Linked DNA regions of Triticum aestivum: region 2 is linked to region 1. Evidence: chromatin contacts called from public Hi-C data. All regions are on one chromosome and are shown on one strand. Each heading gives the region's core, a stretch centred on a gene start, on an enhancer-like site or on the middle of the called end of the contact. The rest is flanking DNA. Distances are from core to core; before and after follow the strand shown.

Region 1 (3,719 bases), core at 793-3,292:
CATGACAGTTTTCCTAAAATAAAATAGAAGGGTTTACACAAAAATGCCAAATGGAGACCGAGCTCCAAGGAGGCCTTAATTTGAAATTTTCAAAATTTAAAAAATCAGTTAAAATTTTCTAAAAAATATACATATACTTCGAGACATAATGTGCATGCGTATAAATTTTCAGGCTGAAATACGTTAAAATGAGACCTACACAAAAAAGCATCCATGATTTTGGTTTTTTGTGCAGCATGCAATTCAAGGTATTTCATCCTGAAATTTTACACACATACACATTACATTGTTGTGTACATATGATTTTTCCAGAATTTTTTGAAACTGAAAAGTTTGAATTATTTTTTTCAAAATTAAAGCCTCCATGGTGCTTTGGTCTCCAAAATGCCCTACTTTTACACCCTTTTTTCCGTAGGGAAGGGGTTTACACCTTCACCAACCCAGAGAAGTAAAAAAGCCACCGTTTGATAAACCCAAAAGGCCAACAAGGCCTGCAGTTCACCACCCCGTTAATCCGTCACCATACACACAGTCCCTGTGCACACTTGATGCCACGGCTATTTCTTGTCAGCCTCCATTGATGTGATAGCTTCCGTTCCACTAGCGTCCACGAGAAGTCCCGAGCGGGCTGTCAGGCCTAACAGTGAACGATCTAAACCAGCTTGCGCTCGTGTCGTGTCACATTGCCTCTCACGCGTGCATGCCGCATGCATCCATGCATTCGGTCGATTTGGAGACACCTGCCGACAAGCCGCGCCACTGTGCATGCGTCACCCACCGCACTGCTCCGGCCTCCGGCGCCACCCGATCGGAGCTCCCAGATGCTGCCGCGCCGAGCCCTGTCGCGGCCGGCAGCCGAGCCAGTCAGCCGGGCCACTCATTTGGTTCCCTTCCCGCGCCTGGTCACGTTAGAAGAGAACAGACTTATGTCGTTCCCGCCGTGCAGGGCGCGTACTGCACCGCCGCGCTGGCTCAAACCCCGGCGCTGCGGCCTGCAGTGCGATATCGCACGGGTTTCGTACGTGTCCAACGATCGCCGCTTCAAACCAGCCTGCAAATTGTCGCGCAACAGCGCCCCAACAGCGGCTAAACTATTGCTGAACATGCATGTAACGTAATAACTCCTATATCACTTCCCTCTGGTTTCGTTGAGATGCATCATCTTCTTACTGAGGTAAATAGAAGACGATCGAGCTTGAGGTGGCCCGTGTATGTACGTTCGTAGTAGTAACTCGTGAGCAAATTGGCATGGTGATGGTGGGCTATCATGAGGAGCGTACTTGCACAGTGGCTGTGCATCCAGATCCGCACAGTGCTCTTCCGACGCGGGCGATATCACCAGCAGTGGCAGAGCGCCCCGTACTGCCCCCTCACGTACCCGGCGGTTTTCAAATGCGCTTTTCAAAAATCGTACCGCCAGATCACGTAACGTCCACCACGAATCGGTCGATTTATTACGATTATATGAGGTGACGACGCACCTGCGTACCCGACGAGCTAAATTAAGCCGCGCAGGGCAATCTCTGGGGCGATAGGTACATGGTCCAGCCTCTGAGATCCTCGTAGCCCGCACGGGGCGCCCATGAAATTAAACTAAATTTTTCCCTAGCAAACATTCAAAATCTCGCCCGTCGGGCAGAGCAGAGCAGGCCTCACGTGCCCCGAACTTTGATAACGCCAGAACCCGCCCTCTATCTCTCCCGCGCCGCTGCCAAACCCCACGATCGTTGCACGTAATGGTCTGACGTGCGGGGCCCACCGCGCATCAAGGCAGGGGTGTCAGTGACCGAGGCGGTGAATCGGCCCGCGTGCGCGTCTGCGCGGCCCATCCTTTTTCCCTGCACGGGCATTCATTCCCTCGCTCCGCGCGCACGGCCACCGATCGGAGACGACGAGAGGGGTTTACGGTACTGCCCCTGGCATGTACGATTAAGACGCTCTTAAATCGCGGACAGAACAGTAATCTCGCCCGCTTTGATTCTTAAATAAGCATTACTCGCTCGAAACAGGGGTCGCTGCGCCCCAGCCCATGCTGCTCCCCATTTCGTTTTCCCTCTCGGAGTAAACAAACCCGCCACAGCACAGCCTACGTACTCCATTCATCTGCTGACGTGCGGGCCCACCCCGCCACAACTGAACTGTCAGTGCGGCAGTGGCCGTAGCGTAGCGCCACTCCCTCTGGCTCTACCTCTAGCGTAGCTCGCTCCGCGACAAGCCGCAGCAGGGGGGTAGCCTCTGTTACGCTCACCGGCGGAGCAGCGCACCCGGATGACTCACTGGACACCCGGCCCCACCGGCGCGAGATACGCTCACCGCCCCCACTAGTAGTAGGAGTGGCTCTGGCTGCTGCCATTGCACGCCGGACGCCGCTACCACTAGAGCTCTAGTCTCCGCCGCTATTATTACCCCTACCGCGTGTTTACAAATCGATCACACTCTCGCTGCGTGGTGGCCGCAGCGGAGCGGCGCCATTGTTTATCTCCTCGTTCTGCGCAGCTTCAGCGAGGGTGGTGGTGGTGGTGGCGGCAATGGAGCCGTCGCGGCGGCTTCTGCTCTCCGACTACGACGGCGCGATCATGTCGCCGCTGACGTCGCCGTCCACGTCGTCAGCCGCGCCGTTCAAGCCGGGCGTGGCGGTGGTCGTGGGGATACTGACCAGCGTCTTCTCCATCACCTTCCTCCTGCTGCTCTACGCCAAGCACTGCAAGCGGAGCGCCGCGGAGTCGTCGGGCCCGTACGGCAGCGGTGGTGGTTCCGGTGGCGGGGCGGCGGGTGAGCGGAGGAACTCCGGCGTGGAACGCGCGGTGGTGGAGTCGCTCCCGGTGTTCCGCTTCGGGGCGCTGCGCGGGCAGAAGGCCGGGCTCGAGTGCGCCGTCTGCCTCGGCCGCTTCGAGCCCACGGAGGCGCTGCGGCTGCTGCCCAAATGCCGGCACGGGTTCCACGTCGAGTGCGTGGATACGTGGCTGGACGCGCACTCCACGTGCCCGCTCTGCCGCTCCCGCGTCGACCCGGAGGACGTGCTGCTCCTGCCCGAGCCGCCCAAGCCGTCCACGACGGGACCTCCCGAACCGCCGGAGCAGAAAGCTGCTGCCGCTGCCGCTGCCGTTGCTACGGTCAAGGACAAGAGCAAGGACGCAGCTTTGGCTCCTGCGCCTGCTCCCTCGCCGGCGTGGCGAAGGATCGCCGGCCGGCACTCGACGGGGTCAGTGCGAGCGCCTGGGCGGGTTGGCCCTACGTCACGGCGGTCAGCCGATCTGGAGGTGGGAGGAGGCGATGGTGGCGCGGCTACGGTGGGCTGCTTCGACGTCGCGAAGGTGAGGAAGGACCGGGTGCTGATGGTGGAGCCGGCAGCCGCGGTGGCGGAGCCCGATCCCGTGGCGTTCGACCGGCGGTTCGGGCACCGCATCCTGGTGAGCACCGCGTGCGGCTGCGACGACGAGACGGCCCCGGCAGCGAAGCAGCGGTGGAGCGACCTCCGGCCGGCCGATCTGATGTTCGTGCGGTCGGAGATGCTGGTGACCGAGACCGGGCGGTACTCCTGCTCGGCCGCCGTCAACTCCGGCAACCGCGGCAGGGCCGAGATCAGCGGGCGCTGCCTCTCGGAGATCGCCGGCGTGAGCCGCCTTCCTCCGATCCGCGCCGGCGCGGAAGCGCGGGCCGGGAGCGCGCGTCGGTGGCCGGGCTCGAGCTGGTGGGCCCGGGGCCCGCCCGGCGTTAAC
Region 2 (3,719 bases), core at 542-3,041, 210 kb after region 1:
CTCCGGTGGAGGTCTGCAGTCGCTCCGGTAGTTGCCGCCGCCGTCTTCGATTGATTCGTAGTAGAGCTCAGGTGGTCGCCGCCGGTGTGAGTGGGGAAGAGGGGAGAGAGCGGTGAGGAGGGGGAGGTGAGGGTAATTTATGACGACGCGTCTGGAAACAACGCGATGTCTCGGGACCGAACCCACGCGTGCAACCGCCCATGCCCACGTGCCTAGGGTTGCATTGCTCGGGCCTGGATGAGGAAAAATGGCCGATTTGAGCGTTCCCAGGGATGCAGGCCCAGAGGTGCTTTAATCTTCGTGCTATGCAGGCCCAATAGTGAATGTGGGTAACCAAATGGGTGTTTTTCTTCCCGCTCAGGCCTGGCTGAGGCTAATGCGACCAACCAAACGCGTCCTAGGTGATCGCTGGAAGGGGGGAGGGATGGCTCCTTCTTCTCACAGTGGTCATGCATCGTGGCTGTTTTTAGAGCCTGTTCGGCAGCCCTCGGCTCCGCAACACCGCTCCTGGAGCGGCCAGTGTGGCACCGAACACGTCAGCTTCACGCTTTCCTCGAAGCGGAGCAGAGCCGCCAGCAGGCCATTTTCTCGGAGTGGCCGAACTGACGCTCTGCGTCTACGTGGAGCAGCGAGTTGAGAAGAGAGGAGTAGAGGGCTGCCGAACAGGCCCTTAGTTTTCTGTTGTTTTCCTTAGCTGTAATCAAAACGCTGTGATTTCCCTTGAATGAAATCGAACAGGGTGCTCTCTTTTTCAAGAAAAAAAAGAGAGCTGAGCTAGTGGACGCTTGCCCGCCTCGCCGTGAGTACCTGACACGGCGACATGCTGTGATCAGCTCGCTGAGCTCAGCTCGGGGCCCTCGCCTCTCCGCTGTGCCTGTGGGTGTGGGTGTGGGCGTGTAGCAGTCGTCCAGGCGCGTCTCCACGTTTGGCTCGACTAGGCGGCGCTGGCCCGGAGTCACGAGCCCGCACGTACTGCAGCGCAAGCGCTGCACCTAGCACGCGTACGTGTTGCGCGGTGGCGATCTTGCGCGCATCCGCGACGCTGCGATGATCCCCGTCCGTGATGGATGACAAGGAGTCTGCTCATCATTCTACTGTACAAGTTTCTTTCTTTCTCAGAAAAAAGGAGGTTCGTGCCGTGCGGGAGGTCCGTCATCATTCCGCCACAGCTGCTCTCCTCGTGACAAAGCCTTGATGATGGCCGATCGATACGGCATCGGGAGTACGCAGAGGCTACCTGCTACCACTGCATGTGTCGTACTTTTTGTATGCTCTGCACGAAGCAGGGCCACTTTTTATTTTCAGTAGACAGGGAACTCTGGGCTCGCTGCCAGAGAGGTGTTGTGCACCTGTACTAGTGCCGACATGGTTCTCGTGACGAGCAATCAATCGCCGCTGGAAGCCTGTGCAATGTGTTTCTATGTACCCTTGTTTTTTCTTTTAAAAAAAGCAATTGCAACTTGGCTTGCCAGTTGCCGTTGTTTTGGAGTAGTACGTGGTTAATCCACATGCATAGCTATTACGAAGGCAGTGCACTTTCGCACCCTTCATTCAGGTGGAGTTTCAGAACAAAACAGGTCATCTGATTCTGTTCGGGTAGATCATATTTATTCATTCACCGATGGAATCGTCACATCATATCATTGTCATTTATGTGCGTTGCTCCGTCCAACGACCAGCCGTTTGGAGATGCATGTTTGGCTTAACTTCGACCGATCTGGCGATGTGATGGTTGAGGGGTGCGAATGACGGTGACTCGGAGGAGGAGGACCACCGACGACGGCGTTCAGAAGTGGGCGTGTTGACTGAGGTACCTATAGCACGAATCATGAACCCCACTGTTCCTTCGAAGACCGTCTCTGTGTGGTACACTATTTGATTGATAGGCCAGATTCTTGAGTTGATTGATCCCACTATTGAGCATAGAGAGAGGCGCGCGTTACATCACCTTGCAGTGTTCAGATAAGAGGCTAGCCATTACGACACTGATCGTTCAGTGTCATCTATCTATCTATCATTTTCGTTCAATGATTCAGAGCTGGCCGGATTGAAGCGTGATGTGGTCACCGAGCCGTCTCACAGTGGGATGCACCGTGATAATCCTACTTCGTTCTTTTTTCAGACGGAAAAGAGTCCTAAACGAGCCAAAAGAACATATTGGTCAAATTCCATCCGTGATCTTCAGCATGAGCCGTTAAGCGATATCTAAGGTACGTAAAAAAAAATGTACACACATTCATCTTTTAGAGCATCTACAGCCACATGTTGCAAATCTGGGCCCTCAAACGTCTGTGGACGCGCCTGCGGACAGTAACCGAGCGGGCCTCAGAATTTACCATTTGCAACCACATACCCTATTTCCGGAACACCTAGTACATGCAGCACCATGCATGACGATCATCACGTCCGTCTTTGACCGGCTAGGCCATGAACACACCGAAAATTGCTTTCACACCCGTATTAGTCTGATCTCATCACGTGACGAGCAAGTCGACCGGCTTAAATAACCGGGTCGTGCAGAAGCGATAAGCTTCTGACATCATCGGATCCTTTGTAAAGAAGATAGACTGTTACTATGAATCTTCTATGTCGAAAAAAATTTGATGAACAAAACAAAAAAATTACTGTCACTGTAGTAGGGGTACCGACGTACATGAACGAGACGAACTTAACACTTGACGAACAATCATCAGTTAATGAAATACAGTCTTGTGACAAGTTATCTCGCTTATGCAACGACAACCTACACAACAACAGTGAAGCGGTTGACGTCCGCCTCGCCCTGCAACGTGGGACTACATTTGGGTGCACCGATGAGAGAGGACGGAGCTTCAATAGCTGCAAGTCGGACCGCTATGGCCTGCAGCAGGGTCGACGGACGCGCCGGGCGCCCAGATATCCGTCCCATATTTGGGCTGGATATAAGGGTGCCGGTCAGCCCGGGCGTTTGAAACTCGTTTGAGGCGCTCAACTGGGTCAGATATTTTTGACCCGTCAATGACCGGGCCGGCCGCCCGGGCGTTTGATGCGGGTTTAGAGCGCATACTCTTAGGATCTTAAAATTATTTTTGGTTTCATCGAAGGGTCACTTTGTCCGTCCAAGTTTATAAGACCCTTTGTATTTTGGATCAAACTTTGAAAGAAGTTATACATACAAAATATAAGTTATACATAATACTTATATTTCATAGTTGAAAGAAGTTTCGACTGATGTTATTTTTAATACATAATACTTATATTTCATTGGTTAAATTCACTATTAATGTTTGACAAAAAAATGAAGAGGGCTAGTAAACCAGGAGGAAGAGAGTACTATTCATAGTGATTGTTTTGGTTTTTTTAGGTTGGATGCACTTTGCATAGTTATCAGTTACTCAACAAACTTGGATCGTCTGCTGAAGAAATTACAATACAGAAGATAGGGATTGCCATTCTGGCACTTTGGCTGTTTTTCAATTCGATCACACTTTAAAAAAAGGGTTAATTTGATAAATACCACTTGACTTCTGGCGATTTCGAGAAACGCCACTGCAATTTTCAAACTTTGAAAAATGCCATTTCGAGGGGCATTTTTCAATGTCTATAGTGACGTTTTTCAAAGTTTGCAAAATTTGCACTGGCATTTTTCAAAGTTTAAAAATTGCAATGGCATTTTTTGGAATCGCCAGAATTCGAGTGGCATTTTTCAAATCACACAATCACCCAAACTATCTATTCTC

The links. A called contact is a pair of places that touch in the nucleus more often than the background predicts.
Region 2: a Hi-C map of leaf shows a contact between it and region 1, with 5 times the contacts expected there. The contact joins the enhancer-like site here to the promoter of LOC123166889 in region 1. A contact is called at or near these places in 2 of 5 Hi-C or Micro-C datasets (leaf and an unstated tissue).

The regions. Positions count from the first base shown.
Region 1 is chr7D:541,325,026-541,328,744 of IWGSC CS RefSeq v2.1, forward strand. LOC123166889 (RING-H2 finger protein ATL43) reads left to right here and starts at 2,043. Exons shown (of 1, transcript XM_044584701.1): 1 at 2,043-3,719. The coding sequence starts at 2,529.
Region 2 is chr7D:541,539,205-541,542,923 of IWGSC CS RefSeq v2.1, forward strand. No RefSeq gene overlaps it. Among protein-coding and RNA genes, the nearest start is that of LOC123167943, 58 kb to the right of the region's middle. Within about 2 kb of position 1,792, at least 4 of the 8 cell types and tissues checked have an H3K27ac peak or open chromatin away from gene starts, as enhancers often do. A contact at or near this core is called in leaf, where this site is marked.